Linked DNA regions of Mus musculus: regions 2 and 3 are each linked to region 1. Evidence: chromatin contacts called from public HiChIP or PLAC-seq and promoter capture Hi-C data. All regions are on one chromosome and are shown on one strand. Each heading gives the region's core, a stretch centred on a gene start, on an enhancer-like site or on the middle of the called end of the contact. The rest is flanking DNA. Distances are from core to core; before and after follow the strand shown. Region 1 holds the start of Ctns (cystinosis, nephropathic). Region 2 holds the start of Rap1gap2 (RAP1 GTPase activating protein 2). Region 3 overlaps Rap1gap2 (RAP1 GTPase activating protein 2).

What was found. Promoter capture Hi-C pulls out the DNA fragments that hold promoters and counts their contacts. HiChIP or PLAC-seq counts read pairs in DNA pulled down with a chosen protein or histone mark.
Region 2: a contact with region 1 is called in a promoter capture Hi-C map of embryonic stem cells, with 12 times the contacts expected there. The contact joins the promoter of Rap1gap2 here to the promoter of Ctns in region 1. A contact is called at or near these places in 5 of 39 promoter capture datasets (cranial neural crest, embryonic stem cells, frontonasal cranial neural crest and 2 more), 1 of 484 Hi-C or Micro-C datasets (bone marrow-derived macrophages) and 3 of 115 datasets of contacts at active chromatin or transcription factors (embryonic stem cells and stem cell-derived neural progenitor cells).
Region 3: a contact with region 1 is called in an H3K27ac HiChIP or PLAC-seq map of the NIH/3T3 cell line, with 11 times the contacts expected there. The contact joins the enhancer-like site here to the promoter of Ctns in region 1. A contact is called at or near these places in 5 of 39 promoter capture datasets (the 3T3-L1 cell line, embryonic stem cells and hippocampal neurons), 5 of 484 Hi-C or Micro-C datasets (bone marrow-derived macrophages, cortical neurons, embryonic stem cells and 2 more), 13 of 115 datasets of contacts at active chromatin or transcription factors (the NIH/3T3 cell line, astrocytes, bone marrow-derived macrophages and 6 more) and 2 of 9 other capture datasets (embryonic stem cells and macrophages).

The regions. Positions count from the first base shown.
Region 1 is chr11:73,196,937-73,201,121 of GRCm38.p6, forward strand. Ctns (cystinosis, nephropathic) reads right to left here and starts at 2,083. Exons shown (of 11, transcript NM_031251.4): 1 at 1,982-2,083. Shpk (sedoheptulokinase) reads left to right here and starts at 2,546. Exons shown (of 7, transcript NM_029031.3): 1 at 2,546-2,744. The coding sequence starts at 2,583.
Region 2 is chr11:74,588,465-74,592,649 of GRCm38.p6, forward strand. Rap1gap2 (RAP1 GTPase activating protein 2) reads right to left here and starts at 1,722. Exons shown (of 25, transcript NM_001015046.3): 1 at 1,496-1,722.
Region 3 is chr11:74,524,478-74,528,662 of GRCm38.p6, forward strand. The region is part of intron 2 of Rap1gap2 (RAP1 GTPase activating protein 2); the gene reads right to left. Among named protein-coding and RNA genes, the nearest start is that of Rap1gap2, 64 kb to the right of the region's middle. Within about 2 kb of position 2,219, at least 36 of the 459 cell types and tissues checked have an H3K27ac peak or open chromatin away from gene starts, as enhancers often do. A contact at or near this core is called in the NIH/3T3 cell line, cortical neurons, forebrain and 2 more, where this site is marked.

The DNA of each region.
Region 1 (4,185 bases), core at 833-3,332:
GGTTGTGTAAAGTCCTACTCCGAGGATGTGAACACAGCCTGCACTTTTCCCTCAGCTGCTTTCTGTAGCCAGTTAACAGGAAAACCAACCAACCAACCAACCAACCAACCAACACTGGCAGTGTTCTCTTAAAACAAAAACAAAAACAAAAACAAAAAACACCTTAGGCTAGAGAGATGTCTCAGAGGTTCAGAGCACTGGCTGTTCTTCCAGAGGTCCTGAGTTCAATTTCCAGCACCTACATGATGGCTCACAACCATCTGTAATGAGATCTGATGTCCTCTTTTGGCCTGCAGGCATACATGTAGGCAGAATGCTATATAATAAACAAACAAATGAATATCACTTCTTGGAAGATATGGACTGCTTCCAAGTGAAACTCAAACACTCTGTCAGCAAAATGTTCCCCAGTGCTAAAGGCTAAGGCATCTCTGAAGGAGAAACCTAGAACCGATGGCGCCTACTATGCTAAAAAGATCAGTTGGTCAAACACACAACTAGGCTTGTAAAAAGTTACAAGACAAAGTTACAAGACTTGCCATGCCCATCTTCTGGTGTGTGTGTGTGTGTGTGTGTTTACCATCTTCTACACCTCAATCAGATGGCACACTTTTAAGAGCCTCTACTATCCCCCACAAGAGATCTCCTGTGGCAGCTTCCCTTAGTCAGGTGTCTGAGGTAGTCCTGCTCTTGGTCCATAACCTGGAGCTTCCTCTGTGGGAAAACTGTTAATTAAGGTGGAGGTCCACCATGACTGCATAGCCCATGGGTTCGGCATAAGTGGAACTTCTCATCCTCTGACCTTGTCTGGGGAATTCGAAGCCCCAACACAGGCCTCTACCTGATGACTGTCACATAGCCTTAGCAAGATTCCTTCCTAAGGATCAATTCCCTTCCTTTTCATAAGAACCTGTTCGGTGAGCACCTGAGATTCCCGAAATGCTTCCCCATGCTAATGGGGCATTTCAGTACCTCAAGCCCTCAGCCAATGACCTTTGACTATCCTGGATGTTCCTACCTTCAGTCCCCCAAACTTTATAAGCTCGTCTTGGAGTGGTCATTCACCATACCCACTCACAGGGCTTCCAAAACCATGCCCACCACTCTTTGTCTCTGCTCCCACTGCCCCCTGTCCCCCGTGGACCTAATTGGCCATAATCCATGAGAGTGGGGAGACCCACATTCCTCAAGGGATAGTACAGATTGGACAAGGAATATGTTCCCTGGAGATGAACTATCTAGGTCCCAGGTTTCCCATTTACTTGTATGATTCTGGAATACTTATTAACCTATGTTTCTTAATGGGGAAACAGGGACAGTGGTAGTTACACCACAGGATTATAGTGAGATGAAATACAAGGCATACATTCTCAAAGGGGCTAAAATAGGCTCTGGAGGTCTGAAAAAATAGCTGTAATAATTGCTTATCTCTCTCCCAAACGTCATAATAAAAAAAAATAGAGCTTACCAGCTGTATTAAAAGTTTGAGGTGGATTGGTAAGATAACAAAAAGTTGAGAAACAATGAGGTAATGTTATTACTATTACCACCCAGGGCTCCCAGCAAGCTCTCACAGAGCATAGATTGTTATTTTCCTCAATATTATTGAAAAAGGCAAGATCCAGGTACCCTCTCATTCTCTGGGAGAATCAACACGAGCTCCTGGAATGGTCCTAGCAGAATTTACCCCCAACCCCAAGTTACCTACCTGCACATTCCTAAGCCAGATTCAGGCGGCGCCACATACTGAATAGTGCCACCAACACCAGCTGTCAGTCGGTGTCCGTGCTTTTGCTCACCAACACCCTGGCCCTAAAACCTAGAGATGTGCGGGCCTGGGTTGGGGCCAGAAGCTAGAAACCCAGGCGCTGCCCCTCTGGTAGCGTAGGTTGCCCCTCTGAGGTGCGGGGCTAATGTCTGTTGGGGTGGGTGGTGTCATACCAGAAAAGGGGGTAGCTGTCCCGGTCGCGATGGTTCTCACCTGACAGCTTCCCAGGCTTGGTGGACAGACCTCACCAAAAGCAACAATCTCGCACCAGAAACCGCTTAGGAGTGTAAGGACTCTCTGAGCTCCGCCGACTTTGTGTGAAAGAGGGGCCAGCTGTCACCTGACCTGAACCACCTGACTTGAAGCCGCGAGCCCTGTGCAAGGAGCTCTGGAAGTTGTAGTTTTCACGAATACAGGAGGATAACGCTTGGTAGGGGTGAGGGAAGGGTGGAAGGGCGGAAGAGCATAGGCACCTTGGCAGGGACAGGGGCTCGGATGTGAGGGGCGATCTAGTCTCTTGTAGGGGAAGCAGGGTTCTCGAAGTCTCTGTTGTCTCCTTGAAGCCCTGTGCTCCCTGGTGAAGACCCTGGGACCCCAGGCACTGTCCCGGAACCTCTGACCAATAGATCCCGCCTTCTGTCGTCTCTCCACCTATCACCGGAGGCCGCTGTGGGGAGCGCGTGGTGTTTGCTTTCCTCGACCAATAGAAGTGGTTAAAAGATTGACAAGGAAGCTCCGCCCCCTTACTGCCCTCCAGAGTGAAGTGTTCCCCGGCGTGCGGTTCAAGCCACCGAGCTGTGCTGTCACCACTGCCATGGCTTCGCGACCTGTCACTCTCGGTATCGACTTGGGCACCACGTCCGTGAAGGCCGCCCTATTGGAGGCTGCACCCAGCCTCCCATCCGGGTTCGTGGTGCTGGCGAGCTGCGCCCGGGCTGCGAGGGCAGAGACTGAGAGCGCGGTGGCCGGGCCCCAGGTGAGGCAGAGCCCTGGAGCTGCCGCCCCGGGACGACCCTGGGGGCATCTCGGGCAACACCTTCCCGCGAAGAAGTACCCGTGATTGCCCAGTCTGTCGGACCTCCAAGGCCTGCTGCCCTTTCCTCTAGGGCTTCAAAGCCTGCTGCAGCTCAAGCTAAGCCGTTAGATTTTGCCCAGGGAGCTTTCCCACCTGCTGGCACCGATCTTCCCGCTCTCCGGCTTTTCTGGGGCCCCTGACCATGGCGCTGGATCCCTCTACTATCCGCCCATCACTTTTTGTACTTTGCGCCGAGAGGACTTGCTTTCAAAGTGATAACCACAGGCCTGACTATCACGCTCGCCACTCATGACCCTGTGCCCTCTAGTTCAGGCATCATTTCCGACCCCACCCCCTAGGCAGGTTGTGCTCTGGAAATGAGACGTAGCGTTAGGCTTACCTCATGCCTTTGAAGTTCAAGTAAACTGATAATTTCACTTGGTTACTCAAAGAATTCCAGCCCCTGCTGAGCATCTCTGGAGGAAAGTTGTCAGAGCAGGTGGGGAGACACTGAGATAAGCTGATGAACATTTTAGAAAAGAATCAGACTGATGATTATACGCTGCAACCACTGGCTTTTGAAAACTAGAAGATAGAAAAGTACATCTCCAGGGGTCCACAGGATGGCTCAGCAGTAATAGCAATTGCTGAGTGAGCCTGGTCACCTGAATTCTACCTTCAGAACCTACCATGGAAGGAAAGAACTGACTTTTGAAAAGCTGCCCCCTGACTGCCACATGTGCCCCATGACGGGCACACATGTTTGTGTGCACACACACATACATGTATACACATATATACACACACTATATAAATATATACACATACATATTCACACATATATACACACACATATATACTATGTATGTTCACACACATACAGTATATATACACACACACATACATTCATATATATACATATACATACACACACACACACACACACATATATATATATACACACACACACACACTACACACACACACACACACACATATATATATATATATATATATACACACACACACACACACTACACACACACACACACACACACACACACACACACAAACATACCTTTAAAACAAATGCAATGAATTAAAGACAGTGGACTCTGTTGGAAGATGATGTAAGTAGGATCAGAATGGCCTCAGATTCCATTCCTATTTGTTTCCTGAAAGGGTCAGTTTATAGTCAGTGAATTCACAGATATGAATGTCAAGGTGAGAGTGTAACCTCTCACTTTTTTCTTGGCCTCAACTTGTTCTCTGATCTGAACTAGGTGGCCACTAAGGCTTCCTCCAGCCAGAAACTTGGACTGAGTGCAGTACCTCACATTTGAGCTTCATGTCTCAAATGCTCTTGCCAAGGGTCTGTATTCGGTTCTTTGGGGGTTCAGAG
Region 2 (4,185 bases), core at 472-2,971, 1.4 Mb after region 1:
CAATCCTCCTGTCTCAGCCTTTCAAGTACTGGGATTACAGGTATAAGCCACCATACCTCAAAGGGGGTCTTAGGAAAGAGAGAGTGAAAAGCTATGGAGGTGTCACTCACAAGAGGACCTTCTGGAACAGGGACCACTTCCTGTTGAGCTAGGATGCCCTGACCCTTGCCAAGGTGAACATCTGCCCCTGCCCCAAAACAGCGACCACAAAGGGTCTTGGCTTCAACATGCCATCCCATCCCAGGCCCCAACCTTCCCCTGCTCCTTAGCATCTAGTGAGGGAGGAGGGGCCTGAGTCAGCTTCCAGACACCTGAGCAGACACATCCAGCAGTTACCCACCCTTAGTGCTGGGCAGCCCAGAACCCTTGCTTAGAGGTAGGTGATGCACAACCTCTCCCAAGTCCTGAGGGAAATCACTGCCCAAGACCTCACAGGCCCTGAGTCACTCCCAGCCTCCAGGTAGCTGTGCAAGCTTTTCTGTTTATTCTTCGCCCACAGCAGGAGGAGCAGAGGGGATGAGAGCTTTCTTCACCAAGGGAAACTGAGACCTATGAGGCTCAAAGGATAGCATGCCCTGATACAGGTCCAGGACAATTCTAGTAATACCTTTAGAGGCGACCCTGATGGGAGCCATTCAGAGGCTGATCCATGAATTTCGAGCACAAACCCTGGTAACATGTAAATGCCCTTCAGATTCAGTAAGGGTGAAAGAAAGCTACAGCGGAAAGCAGTGTGCCCCTTACCAGCTCCCAAGTCAGACATAACAAGTATAGGCAAAACCAAAGTGCAATCTATAGAGTCCCTCTGTCCTGTAAACAGGACCCCCACCCTTGACTGTCACTGCCACACCCACCCAAGGCCTCTAGAAATGAGCATCAGGCTGCAAAGCTGGCCTTGCCCCGCAGGTCCATGAAAGTCTCTGGACCGATTACTCCAATTCTACTGCCTCTCCCTGGAACAGGCACAAGCTGGCTTGGGGACAGACAGGCTGGGGCTTCTGATCTTGCCAATAAAAACAAGTCCTCCCTCCCCAACCTAGCAGCCTAGCTTCAGCATCCTCTTGGGGTTCCTGGCTTCTTTCCTTTACTGCCACCTGTAAACACCCACGTCTGACCTCCATCTCGGTCAGCGTCTTTCACCAGACTCCAACAGGGAGCTGACCAACATCACATGCACACACACGCGCGCGCGAGCCCGCGCACACACACACACACACACACACACACACACACACACACGCCCCTCTTCATGGTGTGTATGCTGTGTCGCATCCGCGCACCCGGCAGGGATTTCTGTGGACTGTCACCCTACCTCCCAGTGAGCCCAACTGCTTGGTGCGATGGGCGCGCGGAGCTCACCGGGGCCATCAGTGCTTTGCCAACACACACATCCACTCTCACAGCATCCTCTCCAATTCCACGCTCAGTCACACCCAGGACTCGCGTCCAGATGCACGCCGGCTGTGAAATTACAACCTAGCCCAGAGCCACTGACCTTCCCACACTCCCGACGTGGACAGAATGTCAATAGTCAGTCCTGCCGGCTCACCCAACGCGCGCGCTGGTCGGCGCGGCGCCCACAGCTCTCCATCAGGACCGAGCCCCCTCCTCCTCAACGCGGGGTTCCCTCGCAGCCCGCCCAGCCGCGTGCACCGTCACCGCGGCGCGCACACGCGCACACCGGCCGGCACAAAGCTGCGCCCTGCCACCCGCCGGCGGCCGCTCGCACACCTGGCGGGCGCGCCCCCGGCCTACGGAGCGCGCACACGCAGTCTCTGCCCTAGTCCGCTAGATCCCGCACTCCCGTCCCTCGGGGCTTTTCGGAGCTGGGTCCCAGCGGCGCCCACCGCGCAGCAGCGGGAGACCGGGCTGGGTTTGGGATACGGCGGTACTAATCGTCGAACGCCCTGAGGGATGCTCGTGTCCGCGCTGTCAGGGTATTGCCCCGGGGCGGCTCCTCCTGAACAAAGGCGCAGGGTGGGGCAGGTCCTGGGGATCCCAGAGAATGAAGGGAGAAGCCCACCTGCCCGCAAAGGTTCCTGAATCATAGGGCGCACGACACTGGGGGACTGAGAAGCTGAAAGATTCCTGGATTCCTGGTGGGACTCTCCTGAAAGTGTGCTATTGGAACTTGGAAGTAGGAGATCAGGGACTGCCGAAAACCCTGACGCTGACCCCTGACTGGGACGCGACAACCTACAGCTTTGATTCATTCCCTCCGAAGACTCCATCCCATCTTCCACCAAACCAAAGATGCTCCTGAACTTGAAGATGTTGAGGGACCGATGTTCCAGACATTCTCCGTAACCCCCACAGCAGGCAGCCTCTGATGCGCCTCCATTAATGGGAAGCTCATTCCCTGGAGGCAGCACTCCGGCAGCTTAAGCCCGAAAACATCTTTTATTTGCACGGAAATCTTCCTCAGTCCTAACCGTTGGACATAGCTCATTCTGTTCTGGCCACGATGTTCTGCGTCTAGAACATACCTCACACTTACTGTTTTCTTTGCAGAGATATAGTCTTACATCGGTGTCCTGCGCTCCCCTCCCCTAGCTAACGCTCTCATCACCACGGTCTCTGTATGGCTGCCCCTTTGTGTGGTCCAAGACCTCTTTCCATGCAAGTCACTTATCTGCGTGCCCTATTTTAGACTTCTGAGCAATCTTATCGGCTTGACAAACTATCTCCATGTTTGCATACTGATGGTTGGCCTTTCACACTCCAGTGTGTGTCCTATGTCAGGCAGAACCCTTGCCTGGACCACTCTAACCCCAGAACCTGGCCCAGAGCACAGTCACAATGCTCAGTGTTAGAAGGAAGTAAGGAAGGCAGGGACGGTGGACAGACCACAGTCTGGATCCTGAAATGCTAAGTACCGGGCATTGGAGGTTCTGGCTTGGGATCCAGTAGGGGAAAGGAGCTGTCAAGTGCCCACGGAACCAACAGACAGACAGCTTTACAATAGAGAGAACATCTCCTTCCCTTTGGATCCTATCCTGAGCACTTGAACCCCAAGATTCCAGGGCTGGTCAGCAGAGACAGTTCAGGAAGTCCAAGCTAACCCTAACCACCTGAGTTTGATGCTCAGGACACACGTGGTGCAAGGAGAGAATTGAGTCCTGAATGTTGTCCTCAGAACTACTCAGGCGTGCCATGACGCACATGCATACCATTACACACACAGACACACACACCATAAATGTATGTCTTAAAGAATAATAAAATTGAAAATAAAAAACTACAACAAAAAAGAAAGAAAGAAAAAGAAAAAGATGAGTGCTTACTTTGGTCAGTGTCTGAAACAAGCCACCGAGTCAGAACCCTTCAGGAAGCCATTTGCCTTGCTCAGGTGCCTGGGTGCAGACAGGATTAGAGGCCAGCTTTGATTTTACCTTACCCCTGTCATACTATCCACAGTCATCCCTCTATCCTCCAGAAATATTACAAGCCCTCAGTCCCAGTGACTCCTGAAACCAAGTTCAGTACCAAACTCTAAATGTACTGTGTTTTCTGTGTTTTCCTATGAAGATGTCTTAGAGGCCTTTAATCCCAGCACTCAGGAGAACACAAATCTCAAGTTCAAGGCCAGCTTGGTCTACATAGTGAATTCCAGGTCAGCAGGAGTACCTAATGAGACCTTGGTGGGGGGGGGGGTGGGGGTGACTTAATAGCTTAGAGCACTGGCTGCTTTTGCAGAGAACCTCGGTTTGGTTCCCAGCACCCATGTGGGATCCATGTAACTCCAGTTCCAAGGGACCTGACCCCCTCTTCTAGCCTCCACCAGCACCAATCAAACAAACACATGGTGCATGCATATGAGGTATACTCATACACATAAAATACAAATAAATAAATGCTAATAATAACAGACCTCCCAGACTTAAAATGGCTTTAATTACAAGTTGTTGACTTTGGGATTGTGTGAAAGGAAGAAGACTTTTGGTCTTTCTCCAGGCTGGAGGTCTGCCATAGAAACTCTCCAGAGATGCTGGACAGCAGCCATGAGCTCCAACTCTCAGCTACACTTCACAAGGGTAAACAGCTGATACTACATGCACAGGGCTGCCAGCATCTTTGGAAAACAGATATTGATAGTTACTGGACATAATCAACACGGTATTGTAAAGTAGGCTAAGCTGTAGTTAATGTTCAGTAGACCCGTTGTTATGTTAAACGCACTTAATA
Region 3 (4,185 bases), core at 969-3,468, 1.3 Mb after region 1:
ATGGACAGCTTCAGCTACAGGGGGCAGGGAGGGTGGCCCAGCATGGGGTATATTTTATTCACGAACAGGGAAAGGTAAAATCTGAATGGAAAGTCTGCCTGCAGCTGGTGAGCAGTGTAAACAGCTCCCACCCATCCCCCACTGCCCAGGAGTTAGTTCAGGTCAAGTGCACAGCAGGTACAGAGGCATTAGAAGAAGGTGCAAAATCTCTCCACCATTATACATTCTTGTTTTGGGATTCTAGGCTCTCTCAGCTCCCCCAAAGTCCCAAGGTGGCAAAAAAAAAAAAAAAAAAAAAAACACCAAGTTTCTCCAAAACATCAGCAACTTTCTCCAAACACCAGAACGTGAGCCCTGTTTCTTTCCACCGTCACCAAGCCTGTCACCAACTCGATTCTGCCTGGCGTCACCCATAGCCCGCAGCCATGTACCCAACCCAGGAAACACAAAGGGGCAAGGAAATCAATGTCAAGTTCCTCACACCCGTCTCTTCTAGGCTTGGTGCTCTACCAACATCTATTAAACAAGATGAATCCAGTCTTGCAAGAGACAACTGAGGACAGACAAGGAAGGCTATCCTCAGTCTATCGTTATCCAACCAGGTCATTTCTAACTGCAAAGAGCTAACACACACCTCATTGCAAATAAGCCCATGTCCAACAAACACATAAAGTGTGGCCCAGACAGTTGCGTCCCAGCATTGGCCAGCCTGTGCCACCTTCTCAACCTTTAGTCTTAAGGTCGAACTGTCAATTATTTACTTCTACATTTGTGGTCCTTGCATCAGCTTGCGTTTTTACCGACATTGAAACATTGGTATCAGTGTAGTGAAAACAAGCACGCTCATTAGACCGACCTCCATACTGATCTCACTCATTCAGAAAAACAGGTGACTTGGAAGTTTCAGTCAGGCATTTGCACCAAACCAAGGCATGGTCTTTGAAAAAACCAAAAATCACAGTTTGAAAGAGAAGTGGAAAGGGGACATTTTTCACATGAGTGACTGGAAAATATTCTCAGGTCACTTTTTAGTAGACCGAGACATGGTCAAGGCCATAGGGACTAAAGATACGGAAGACAGGGGTGGTCACAGAGGGGATCTCTTTCTGGGTCCCATCCCATACCTTACCCCAGCAGTATCCTCATTTACCATCCTTAAAGCCCACAGTCCTCAAAAACAAAGTGCCAGGCAGCCGCCCCCCCCCCATATCCCCACCCCCACACCCCACCCCCGTGTAGGGGAAACTCAAAGACTGGTGGAGCCTAGGAGGAGGAATGCAAGCAAGTTAATCATGAACAGAGGACAGACAGCTGCACCGTCACGCTCAGGGCCGGACACACAGACACGCATGCCTACTCCTAAAGAAAAGGGCTTTCTGAGTCTGTAAACTGGCTGCAGAAACGCATTCACATGAAGGCCAGAAGGTAGTCAGCACGCCTGGTCTCAGAGACAGTCCCCAGCTGACAACTCCCACCTTAGGCTGGCACTGCTCTGAAACAAAGCAAATAAGAAAGATTCGGGCACCTGGAGCTTTTGAAGCCAGGGTACAGCCAGATGCAGTGCTCCTCCCTTTCTGCAGGAATAGAGTCTCCAGCTAACCTCTGCATCATCAACCCTTTAAGGAAAAGCAGCAGTTTAAAAAAAGAAGAAGAAGAAGAAGAAGAAGAAGAAGAAGAAGAAAGAAAGAAAGAAAGAAAGAAAGAAAGAAAGAAAGAAAGAAAGAAAGAAAGAAAGAAAGAAAGAAAGAAAGAAAGAAAGAAAGAAAGAAAGAAAGAAAAAACCTCAGGGACTGGAGAGATGGCTCAGCGTTTAAGAGCCTTGTCTGATGCTCCTTCCGAGGTCATGAGTTCAATTCCCAGCAACCACATTGGTGGCTCACAAACTATACTAGGATCTGATGCCCTCTTCTGGCAATCACGTGTATAGGTAGAGCACACATGTATGATAGATAGATAGATAGATAGATAGATAGATAGATAGATAGATAGATAGATAGATGATAGATAGATAGGAAAAAGATTCTAGCTTTAAAAGAAATATCTCAAACAGCATAGTACATCACCACCACACCCTTCTACTTTGAGGGACATGTATGTACACACATTCTTGGAGAAACCACTCCTCAGCCTCCCTCTGGCACCTTACACCTCACACCTGTGCCCTAGGAACCGCACTGCCTTCTTTCTTGGCAGGTATACCAGCGCCCCCTCCTGGGCAGCAACACAGTTACACTATCAGACAAGAAAAAAGAAAACTCGTGAGGGAGACAGGAAGGCAGACGGAGGGTGGGAAGAGGGAAAGACTGAGAAGGTCATTCGAGGTGGGAGAGCAGTTTCCATTTTGAAAGGAGAGAGAGGAAGAGTCTTTGCCAGCACACCAACTCTCCTCTCGACAGCTAACAGCTCCTCCCAGGGCTGGCAACAGCCCCTAAAAGGGCCCATACCCACAGTGACAGCTACAGGAAGCCATCCACAGGCAAGACGCTAAACAAGCCTTAGGAACCTTATAGGAACCGCTGCCCAACCCCATGCTCCCAGAAACACACACCCCGAAAGCAGCGGTCCTGCAGGAAGCCAGCCAACCAAGCAGAGGCCCCGCCCCAAGCCAGCTCGAATTTTTGGAAACAGGTCTAGGAAAGCGTGTGGCATTTCCGAACTCCCAGGGAAGGAAACCACACGGAGGAAACCCACGGAGCCTGCTCCAGCTGGGCATCCAGCCCTTCACATCCCTTGGGTGCCCAGAGTCTAGGGAAAGCACTCCAGGTGTGATTTCAATCAGAACTTCCCAGATATCTACTCAGGGGATCAAAAGAGTGTTTAGAAGGAAGAGAGGAATGCTTAAAATACTGCTTGAGTTTCTCAAAATACTTAAAATTCATGTTCTCTCTCTCCCTCCCTTGCAGATTTCCTGATTTTTGCTAAGCTGTGTGACTGATTTTTTTCCCCACACTGGGAACATTTGAATGAAATTCTTTGGAGTACCCAGACTCTGAGGAACGTTAGACAGTGCTTTTTTAGCATGGAGGTTTCCCAGGACTCATTCCAGGAAACAAAGAGCTTGTTTGGCCAAGTAACCTACAGTGCTACCTTTCCTCCCAGGGTCCCCTGGCCCCCATCTTAATCGTCACAAAACTCTCAGTGGCTGCTACCTGTTAAGCCCTTTGCAACCACAGAAGTCTCCACGGCTGAGGCAAGTCTCAGGGAAGCTGTCTCTCCATAATATTAGTAACATTGCTTAGCAACAACACCCTTCGAAGCAAGAACCGGCAGACTCTCCAAAAACCTTCTCTGCCTGGCTCTACAAAGAACGGAGTGGATTCTAAGACATGTATTATTTATATACTATCTCACATGCCCAGTCACAGTCTGGGCTTGACTGTCTGGGAGATGAAGAATTATACCGATGTGACTTTGTGCTTGTTTGCTTGCTGTTACTGTAACGACCTTGGTTACACATTTCTTTTAAATGCCTTATGGTGTTGTCCTTTTCAAAGGCAATCTCACATAACCTTTCCATGGCAATTCAAAACCATTCGTATCAATATCAGCTTCTATGGTAATACAGCTAGCTAGGTGCAGTTGTGGGCAGACAGCCATTGAGATGAACAGCCATTTGGCCCTACATTTTGTGGCCCCCAAATAACATTACGATACTACAGCCTGAGAATCAACAGACCCCCCCCCACACACACACACACACATACAGAGATATCTGAATTGGGATTAGAAACTCGCCTCCAGTTTTTACTAGCTGCATATCTCAGGCTAAAAACGAATTCTGTGCCTCTATCACTTCATCCCCATGAATGAAGGTTGCCACAAGGCCATCCTAAGTCTATGGCGAGGATTCAGAGATCACGACAGGAATCTCACAAAGACTTCTATGAAAATGCATAAAGCAAATTTTATTCCAAATAGTCAAGTCTGGAAATGGCAAATGTATCAATCAATAAATGTTGATACATCCACCCAGTGAAATGTCCCTCAGTAACACAAAGGAACAAAAGCCCAATAGGTGTGACTGCTTGGGTTCAAAACCATCAGGCTAGGTACAAAAGATGCACACCCTTCATGGTTTCATTCATAAGAAAATTTAAAACGCAGGGCAGTGGTGGCGCACGCCTTTAATCCCAGCACTGCGGAGGGAGAAGCAAGTGGATCTCTGTGAGTTTGAGACCAGCCTGA